2 separate regions of the Mus musculus genome follow, and region 2 is linked to region 1. A link is a contact called in public promoter capture Hi-C data. All regions are on one chromosome and are shown on one strand. The core of a region is the stretch at or near the end of the contact, and the rest is flanking DNA. Distances in the headings are between cores, read along the strand shown. Region 1 holds the start of Inpp4b (inositol polyphosphate-4-phosphatase, type II). Region 2 overlaps Inpp4b (inositol polyphosphate-4-phosphatase, type II).

What was found. Promoter capture Hi-C pulls out the DNA fragments that hold promoters and counts their contacts.
Region 2: a promoter capture Hi-C map of the C10 cell line shows a contact between it and region 1, with 3 times the contacts expected there. The contact joins the enhancer-like site here to the promoter of Inpp4b in region 1. A contact is called at or near these places in 2 of 39 promoter capture datasets (the C10 cell line and embryonic stem cells), 2 of 484 Hi-C or Micro-C datasets (embryonic stem cells and uterus), 1 of 115 datasets of contacts at active chromatin or transcription factors (bone marrow-derived macrophages) and 1 of 9 other capture datasets (liver).

The regions. Positions count from the first base shown.
Region 1 is chr8:81,341,255-81,346,553 of GRCm38.p6, reverse strand. It overlaps Inpp4b (inositol polyphosphate-4-phosphatase, type II), which reads right to left and starts at 3,992. Exons shown (of 25, transcript NM_001024617.3): 1 at 3,757-3,992. It overlaps Gm51582 (classical arabinogalactan protein 9-like), which reads left to right and starts at 3,901. Exons shown (of 2, transcript XM_030243908.1): 1 at 3,901-4,300. The coding sequence starts at 3,912.
Region 2 is chr8:81,590,684-81,596,096 of GRCm38.p6, reverse strand. The region is part of intron 2 of Inpp4b (inositol polyphosphate-4-phosphatase, type II); the gene reads right to left. Among named protein-coding and RNA genes, the nearest start is that of Gm51582, 250 kb to the right of the region's middle. Within about 2 kb of position 1,591, at least 7 of the 459 cell types and tissues checked have an H3K27ac peak or open chromatin away from gene starts, as enhancers often do.

The DNA of each region.
Region 1 (5,299 bases), core at 2,743-5,242:
ATAAAAGACAAGTCCTTCAACAGTCACAGACTGATTAGTCTGGGGTTTAGTCACAATCCATAAAACATCACAGCATGTCTTTTATGTGTGTATATGTATGTGTGCATGTATGGGTTTTATGTGAACCATGTGTATCTAGGTATCTGAGGAAGGTCATAAGAGGGCTTTAGATCCCCTGGGACAGGAATTAAAAGCCCTTGTGAGCTGACCAATGTAGATGCTGGGAATCAAACCTAAATCCTCGGAAAGGGCTGAGCCTTCTCTCCAGCCTTGCCATACGCATCTTAAAATCATTTTTATTGGCAGATGAAGCATTGAACACATAAAGAGGATAAACTGAGATATCCTGACTTCAATGAGACTCTGGGAGCTTCCTTATAAGTGTCCCACTACCCACGTATCGTTCTTAGGTATATACTACAACTAAGGTTTTAAAACACAAAGACTGCATGAATCTAACGTGCAAAAACTCAGTTATAGCATTGTTCTTTAGATGTATCTATTGAGAAATGTTTATGCTGAAACTGTGTATTGAACAGTTTGAATATCAAAATATGTGTGGGATCAGTGTCTGCTAAGGGTTCTCTAGCAGAGATTTCTAAGCAACATACAGAAAAAGAGAACAAAATAACATGGCTTTTGGAGTAAGTTCCTTAGGCCTTTAGAGAGAGAAATCAGTCACTTTAAAAGAATAAAAACACAGAATATAGAAAATACATGCTTTGAACCTGCGATTGCATGTTCCAATTGAAAAAGCTGTATGAATGACAAAGCGTTGACTCCATGCAGATTATAAAACATATGAGACTTGTTTCTCTAACTATTAGCACCACTGAGTGGAAAAAGCAAACATGGCAGATACTCAGTAAGCATTTTCCTTACTAATTACAACTTTCTCCTGTTTGGACTTTGTGTTTTCAGATGCTGGATGCTTACCTGAGACTGATGTCTACTTGGTTGCTAAGAGATAAGATGGGTTGGCAGGTATTCCTGTCTTTCATGGATGCCTTCTAGGATTTTGCCTGAAGGCCTTGGATGTTACCCACTGCCCATGTGGGGACCAGCCTGACTAGGAACTAGAAGGCAGTGCAAGGTTTCAGAAGAGAAATCAGAAACTTTACATTTGCATGCTGTAGAACAAATAGCTGGCTTCTCCAGCGTTTAATTTCACTTTGCATTTCAGAAAACTAAAGTGTGATTGCATCATCTTCTAACCAAAGCTGGCTGACCTGTCTACAGTACTAGGGCCAGATAGTATTTTGACAGAAGAATCTTGTAAGATTTAAAGTCATTCGATTGACTTGCATCCTCAGAGTGGAGCTGAGGCCAATATTCTAAGAGTACCTTCTGCCCAGAACACTGATGATTCTTTATATGTTTTGAGGGTCAAGACTCAGTTTATCAAGCTGTTCTCACTTTGTCAGAACAGAGCCCCGTATCAAACACCCTATTGGCCATCAGTTTATCACAAATAAATACCGGTTTACCTCATCCGTGAGAATACAATTTAGAATGATAAAAACCAATCAGAAAATGTTTCCCAATGACACAGAGCTTGTAGCCTCATCACAATCACGTTTCATAACCTTTCAAGGACAATCTCTTAAGTCACTATTGAAAGAAACTCACAGAAAAAAAAACATTCTATATTTTCTATTTTTTCTTTTAATGAAAATAGTTTTTTCATACATAGTATTCTGATTGCATTTTGCCTTCCTCAACTCCTAAGATATCCCCCCACCTCCTCCCACCTGAATCCACACCCCTTCTGTCTCTCATTAGAAAACAGGCATCTAAAGAAAAATAATAAAATAAAATAGGACAAGACAAAAACCAAAAATAGAAGAAGAAAAAGAGCCCCCCCCCAAAAAAAACCCACAAAACATACACAAGGCTCAGAGACACATATTCTCTCACATACACAGGACTCTCATAAAACGCCCCCTTTTTCCTTCCTTCCTTTATTTCCTTCTTTCTTTCTTTCTCTCCTTTATTTTTCTGCAGAAGCATTTTAACTTAGTGCAACTCCTACAGGTTTGAGTTTAAGGCCCATGTGCTGAGCCCAGAGGCACTGATCAATTACTGTGATTTCATGTCAATGTTTCCCTGGAGTATATCCCAAAGAACATGAGCTAATGTATTTCCTCCCACACCGAGTAAGCTGACAGTACCCACTTGTCCAAACCTCTCCTAACTCTACCTTTAACACAGCATCAGGCAGCCACTCTCTTGCTGAGTCTCTGAACCAAGTCAGATTGATAACATTCTGATTCCAGAACTCACTAAGAAAATTTCTGTGCGAACAAGTCCTCTAAATGTAGATGTACACCTATAAAAGGGGCCACCTAGTGCCCATCATAGGAGAGATGAACTCATCCCTGTCTTCTGCTCTTTCATGTATTTTATAGAGCTACACCTTTATAAATAACTTCTTTCAGACTGAAGGGAAATGTAAGCAAAATGTAATACCCACATAATGACCTCAAATGTCATTTTGGAAAGAGCAAGGAAGCCAGAATCAGGAGAAAGAAAAACATAAAGTAAGATGAACAAAGAAGACATTCTACATCATTTAGACCAGCGTGACTGAATGTCCCGCAGGGTTTCCCTGGTAAGTTGACGCTGCAGGAACCACATAATCAACTGAGCATCCTTTCCCTTAACAAACCTCGGTCCCCTAACAGCACTGCTGCCTCTCTCTCCTCTGGGGTTTTTCCAATAAGTTTTGTGTGGCTGCAACTATCTCATCAATATGCACATCCCTACCTATAAAGCTTCTGTCTCCAAACAGAAACCTCTGGGTGTCCTCTGGGGCAGAAACCACCTCCCCTGAGGGAAGCAAAATCAAAGGTGGAGAGGGGCAAACACCGGTGCCTCTGGTTCTCGCATCACCTAGAGCTAGCCAGTTGCAAGCCTGAAAGTCCATACTAGCAGCAGGCTCCTGGGTTTGCTCAGGACCCTTGTCCTGCTAGAGGGGCCAGATAAGCTCAAGTAGGCTGTAGTGCAAATTTGAGACTCCAGAGGAGCCTCTCATCACCCACTCTTACTTTGAAGCCCTGATTTTCTAACTCTTTCTTGACTTCTCTTTGGGGTAGGTAGAACATGAAGGTAGCCTAGGGGTAACAGGCCTGACTTGGGGGGGTGGTGTTGGGGGGACGGAGAGGGCAGGAGTTGCTGAAGGTGGGGCTGGAGATAGCCATGAAAAGAGAGCTCTTTAGGCAACTGCAACCCCAGCATGCCTTCCTTGTTCTAAGGACCAGGACCACTTCCTCTGAAGCAGGAGACAGCCAGTGACTGGGACTAGGGTTGAGAAGCAGTCCCTAAGCACTCCAGGTCGCTGCAGCACCTTTTAAGAACAGCTCAAAGGGACCATAAGCTGGGCCAGAACTCAGTGTCACCTGGGAGTTGGAACTCATATGTGTGTGCGTGTGTGTGTGTGTGTGTGTGTGTGTGTGTGTGTGTGTGTGTGGTGTTCACCCCAGACCAAGCGAGCTCCACTAGACAGTAATCAGGGTCACAGGGGTACCACCAGCAGCCAGGGTCCCTGGGAAGCAAGGCTGAAGGGACGATCTTGGCTGCAAGCTGGGAAACTTGATAAGAAACACACCAGCTGTCTCTCAGGCAGGACGTACTCCCCACCACCACCACCCTGAACTGTCCGATGCGCACGACTACAGCCTATGGATTCACCCATCCTCACCCTCCGCACCCTGCAAAATTCCCTCCCGAGCCCCAGGATCCCAGGCAGGATGTTACCTCTTGCAGAGGCTGAGTAGGGGGCGATAGCAGCGGCAGACACTTTTCAGGATGACTTTCCTGCGTTCTCCAGTGAAAGCGTGTGCGCCCAAGCAGAAGCTGTAACCTGCTATTTATAGCGGCGAGCTCAGCACCCGGGGCTGGGAACCCGGAGGATGGTAGCGTGCAGGGCGCGGGCCGAGCCTCCCCGCTCCCCGCTCCCTGCTCTGGGCTGGCAGCTCACGCTCCGCCCGCCGCCCCGCAGCGCGCGCCCGGGAGAAGTTGCTCCTCGCCCGCAGCTCACACGCCCCCTGGCACTGTCGCCACGTCCCCACCCCCAACGCCCTGCCTCTCTTCCTCCTCGTCTTAGGCTCACTCCCTCGGAGCGGTCTCCTCCCAATGTCACCAACCAGCCACCAAAGAGGAACAGCAGCAGTCTCGCAACTGGTGCAGCTCGCCTCCCTGCCACAGATGGAGTTGGTGGCCCGACCGCACAGCTCGAAATGACCACAACACGCTGCTTCTGTTTACTGACACCCACCACTCAGACTCTGCTGTCTCTGGGGTCAGCTGCCAATCCTGGGGTGCGGGATCACAGGGGCGAAGCGCGCGGGGCGGGGGGGGGGGGGGGCAAGGCAATCACAATGCGACCCGGACAGGAGAAGAGACTGCAGAAGGCGGAAATGTAAAAGGATGTGAGAAGGTAGCTCAGACTAGTCCCCACTGACTGTCCCTGGGAGGAGGATTGGGCGTTAGAGGAGTGTGAAGCGCTGTCCCACGTTCTGGTGACTTCTGCGTGTCACGGTCCTGAGAACTGCTTCTCCCTTGCCAGTGTTTTCCCCTAGACCCAGACTGAGCAGACCTGGGCACAGGGGCAGCCCACAGCCACTCCCCACCTTGCAGAGTGCCTAAGTGTTCCCAACCACCAGGCTCATGCCTTTGACAGCCTGGTTGTGTGGAGACAATCCGCCCTCGGTGTGTTTGAGGTGTCAGAAAATTTTGGTGTGTAATCACGCTGTCTGGAAAGAGACTGAAACTCCCCCACTTCCTCGCGAACAAACCCGAGGGGTGAGGGGTAGTCTGGATAGTCCGGCCTGTGGGGGTGGGGCAAATGACTCTCTCCATCTGCGCCTTACAGGTGCCACCTGGCGGCTTTCCTAGAGAGGTTTTGTCCACTCTGCTCAGAGGTAATTCTTCTCAGAGCTTACCCACAAAGGCACACTAGTCCTTTTTCTTCCTTGCAACCCTTTAAACTGGCACTCTAAATAAAGTAAAAACGCGTGTACACAAGTGTGACATTTGTCACACAAAGAGCCTGGAATCTTAAAGTCAGTGAAATCAATTTGGGTTAAGGCAGTGCTTAACAGTATTACAGTATTACAAAATGGGAAGCTGTGTCTGCCCCCAGCTGTCACCCCTGCTGTCACTGCCTGAATCGAGACATCCATTTACTTCCCAAGTATTTGCTACTAGATATTATCTTTGTTGATGAGGGCAGGGAGTTTGATGGTTTAAATTTATGTGTGTGGGGGCGGGGTGCTAGTGGTGGTGTGAGGGTGTCTTT
Region 2 (5,413 bases), core at 342-2,841, 250 kb before region 1:
ATGAATGTATGTATTCATTCGTCACTGTCCCCTCAGGAATGAAGGACCCTGACACTGGTGTGGCACTCACTTAAAGACACTGACTTGCAGAGCTGAGGTGGAAGGACTTTGGAAGACTTCCTTGTTTCTCACAACCACACCACCATAGTCTCACAAAACAGAGGAAAGAAAACATTTGCATGTAATTAGTAGTCTTAAGAGGTTACTGAACATCTCAGCTAATAAGATTTTGGTGGATATATTGAAACAAATGCTTAATGTCTTAAGCATTTTGGAGGAGCTATGTTTTGATGTAGGTCAAAACACCCAAGTTCCATTCGAGAGACTTCTGATCTTAGACTATATTCTTATAGTTCCTGCACCTCTCTCCAGCTTATCATAAAATAAGATGCCTATTTTTATATTTATAAGTCTCATGGTTGTGATTCAATAAATTGTCAGTAAATGGCTAGCAAGCGTTGAATAAGTCTATATATATATGTTTATATTTACATATATATATCAATATCATATATAGTACATGTATGTTTATATATAATGCAAACCATTATCTGTAATTGTGAGCTTTACATTTATAAAGTCAATGAACTCTACATAATTTTTTTAAAAATAGTGTTTATATGAATATGTAAGTACTATCTTTTCTTAAAACTCATTCCCTAAACAGTCAACAAATATGCAATGTCTACAGTGTACTATGTATTCTAAGTAATATAAAAATGATTTAATGTCTTCATTTTTATAAAAGACTTAATTATGATCACAATCTTTGGTACACATGGAGTGACATGGAATCATTTACTACAGATACATAGTGATGGCTATTAACTTTGTGTGTGTGTATAATACATATGTACCTACATAGATTTATATCCTTTTCTATATGTAACATTTGTGAGTTGATTTTATTTTCTGCTGTTTTTGTATCAGGAACTCAATTGCCAATACAAGGTATCAGATAGAAAAGACTAACAGGTGTTTAGGAACTCATTACTGTCTTCAAGGAAATGGGCTGCTTGCTATAGAAATGGTTGCATTTCTTGCTTGCTATGCCCCTCCACTCCCACCTCACCTTCTGCTATGGAATTATGCATTCAGCAGATGACTTGTTAAACTGGACTTACTAACTTCCATACCTTAAGCTGACAAACTGTTACTCATTGTCAACGATCCAGTCTTTGGTGCTCTGTCACAGCATCACAAAGGGAAGAGCTTCTTTATACCTACTGTGATTTTCTCACAGGTCTTACTGTTTACGACAGAAAGAAGAGAAAAATCTCATCATCGTCTTAGCTCATCACCAGGCTCTTTATAGTAAAAATGGAGGAATAAAAACAAACAAAAAACCAAAACCAAAAAAGCTACCTGATTCTTTTATACCCACTTGTTTTTTTTTTTCTTTTTACAGTCCAGATGGTACCAGATGATGATGATGTCTACAGGAATAGAGGCAGCTGCACATGAGCTAGGCATATATATGACCATGTGAAAAATAATTTCTGTTTTATCAGGGACAGAGTAGTATAAACCAACCTCCAGAAACTCTCAGGGATAAGTGGTGCTCAGAAGTAGCTCCTTCAAGTCTATCTAGAATGTCTTTCAGAGACACTTTATGAAAGCACAGCCTCTCAGGAAGTTCTACAAAGCCACCACCTTTACTGGCAGAGCGTTTTCTTATCACACCATCTTGGCTAAATGTGCTCATTTAGTTTACCTAGTTTAATATTTAAATAAAAACCTTCCATCTTGGCACTGCCTGGTGCTCCTGTTCAGGTCAGTTTGTTAAACTGCCCCCCACTGGGTCATGTTTGAACATTTGACTCCAGCTGGTAGGACAGTTTGGGGAGTTTGTGAGACTTCCGAGATGTAGAAAGCCTTGTTGGTAATGTAGAACATTAGGGTAAGACCCAACCTTACTACTGACTTCAAAAAGCGCATAAGCCAAGCCACATCTTCAAACTGTAAGCCAAAATAAACCTGCCCTCTTGTGAGGTATTCTTTTCTAGTGGCAAGAGAGTCACTGGCATAAAAATAGTAGTAATAAGAAGAGTGGTCAGTGCCCTGATTAGACAGGCCATGGATTTGTAGGCCTCTGCAAATGGTTTGTGGGAGGAATGTAAAAAGTTTGAAGCTATGGGATGAAGTCCCAGACTGCTGTATTTAGTGCTTAATAGACAATTGTAGAACATCCAGAAGACCTGAGTGCCAACAGAAAAGCCGATGATTAATAACTGTGTTCATTCTGTGGGTCCACTGAGTCAACTAACTGGAATTCATGGGAACTTATAGGGCTCTGATGTAGGTCCTCGGTGTGTAAGTTTGGCTGAAAAGCTTGGTGTTCTCGTGGAAATCCTAACAGTGGGAGCAAAAGCTATCTCTGATTCTTTTTCTACTTGTGGGACCCTATTCCTCCTACTTAGTTGCATTGTCTGGCCTTGATGTGCCTGATTTTTATAGCTTGTTATTGCTTGGTTGATGTCCATGGGAGGCCTGCTTTTTCTGAAGGGAGGTGGGGGGAGTCTGGGGTGGGGTAGAGTGAGGTGAGGGAAAAAAACTTGATTTCTACAGACTCATCATTAGGATTAAAGGAATGTCATAAAGGCACTTTAATTAAAAATATTTTACTAATATAAAACACTAAATAAGGTTACTTACACAATCCATTAACAAAAAGAACTGCTTTCATAAGGCTTCAAAGGGGAAGAAGAATCTTGTCTTCAATGGGATAGAGACCATTTATCATTTATGTTACATTTGGCAAGTGAGTTGTTTTCACTCGGGCTGAGTCCTGGGAAGGAAAGTGGGGCTGATTTCCTGGGCTGAGACAATTTTCAAGGTAATGTAACTTCAGACTGGAGAATACTTTATCATGAAATTTTACAGCTAGACCCCAGATATTTCTGAAAATATTAAACTAAACTAAACTAAAATAAACTAAACTAAACTAAACTAAACTAAACTAAACTAAACTAAAATAAATAGAAGTGCACTGAGAAAATAAAGCTTTGGCCAGGGTGGATCTGGACAATGGCTCTAATTGTTAAAGATATTCAGCACTATTAAAGAGGAAAAAGCCTCACTTTACACCAGAATAGGAAAGATGTCTGAAGGGCAAGAGCCTGCCCATCAGTGACTCCATGGTATAAAGTAAAAGCTCATTAAAATTTTTGACCTCAAAACATAAACTGTCTGTGAAAAAAAAAGTGTCTAGACAGAGAATGCCAGCGCCTGGGCATCCTGCCTGTGCAGAATCATATAGGGATGTGCCTTTCATGGTCTAACTGTGTAGAAATTGAGTTTATGCAGCCATAGTTCAGCAAGCCATGGCTATGCATTGAGCTGGCAAAGGAACTTGACATCATCCTGATGGTGGAGGTTTTGCTGACAAGCACCTCATAAGAGTTGAGGACTCATGGATGTTGACACCAAGATTCTAGTGAAGTTAGGTGATATGTAACTAGATGAGATCCCACATGTGGAGCTTCTGAGAGAGATTTAAACAAAACTGTGATGTTAAGGCCATGCATTAGAGACCTAGGACGTTAAAGATACCAGGAATGCATTAGTTCTGCAAAATGGCTACCAACACTGAGTATGGTAAAGCTAAGAGAGGCCATGTGTGCTGCAGGCAGTAAGATCATAGAGGGAAGGCTAACCAAGACTGTTGGAAACTACAAGCTGTCCCTACAAAGCCCCAAATGATGGGCACTGGGCTACAGGGGTTGGTGCTATGCCATTGAAAATTGGAAGTGTATGACTTTTTTCTTTTCTAAAGTTTATCAAATGTTTCTAGAATGTTCTATTTAAAACGTCTGGAGTGTAGTTGACTGGGGATAGACTATGGGAAGTAACATCAGGGTAAGCGCAAAACAGTCAGGTTCACTTTTCAGCAGAGACATCCCAAGGTGGTGGTGACTTGATACAATGCATGAATTCCCACAGAAATATCGGAAAGATACTTAATTTTCAAGTTTGTTTTGCTTACATCATAAGAGTCACAGCTTGAGAGATCACCTTGAATCTCAGTAGAGATTCTTGACCTTGAACTTCTATGGAAATTTTTGATGTTGGATTAAATGTATTTCACACTCTTGGATAGTCATGGATCTGTGGAGTCCAGAGGAAGAATACTACAGCTTGAATATAAAGTGTTTGCATATGTGGTCTCTACTTGACAGTGCAATTTGAACCTTTCAGATATAGGATCCAGCTAGCAGACTCAGGCCACTAGAGGCGGGCCTTCTGCATTATATCCTGACCTTCATCTCTGCTTCCTGATCTTCCATGATGTGAACAAGCCACACTGGAAGCCGAGCTATGTACTGAGCACTTCTACCCACCATAACTTTTCAATTATGATAGAATACACCTTTTAAAGCATAGGCCCCAAATAGCCATCCTTTCTTCCTGTAAGTTCTGTTTGTTAGGTAATCTGCCCCAGTGATAAGAAAAGTGAATGATATCACTTCACACTTATTTATATCTCACCTTTGTCACTGATGGGCAGCAGTCATTTGTTCCTCAAACCTGGACAGCAGAAGGAAGACGATTTTTTTTTCTTAAGGCAGAGCACCAAAGTACTTTGCCAATGGATAAAAAATTTTAAAAATCAGCCACATATTGGCACAGACAAAAGTTACATATTCCTGTCTGTTTCTAAATTTGAGGGTGCTGAAGATAAAAATTTGTTACCTGCCCAGCTTTAAGTTCTACTCTTTATAACTATGGGCCATGAAAGTGTTGTATAAAAGATGTGAGTGGAGCCAGCTGAGAAGCATGCCATTGTAAGTAACTCAAGCTAAACCATGTGTTGAGCAAGTTTATTTTGAACATGGGCAAAAAGGTGTCCAACACCGGCCCATGTATCAGATGAGTTACTTAGATATCACTAGACTGCTTTATGAAATCATCAAGATTAAATTAAAATATCTCCCCCAATAAATACTTTCAATATCATTTTCTGTGATTCCTCATATGACTAGTTCAAAATCCCTCTCATATTACTCAGTAAAACTTGATATTTAATATTTATTGTTTATATAGTAGTCTCTTGCCTTCAGCCTCATAGTTTTCTAAACAAAAACAACAACAAAAAACATATACACCCATTGTGCCACACATAATACGGACTTCATTAAATGTTCATTGTGTGACTTTGGAGATGAAAACATGGACAAAGGAAAGGAGAGAGGGAGGAGAAAGAGGAAAGGATGGGTTTAGAAGAATCCATGAAACAGTTAATGGATACCATTTGGGGTCTCAAACTATCCAAGAAGAGCACTGAATGACACAACATTCAGCTAATAATATTCAATACAAGAGGAACTTCCATGGACCGTGTTTCCCACGGAGGTCTAACCGCTATTTTCATCAGTACGCCCTTAAGTTCCATTTGCTTCATAATGCAGTATAG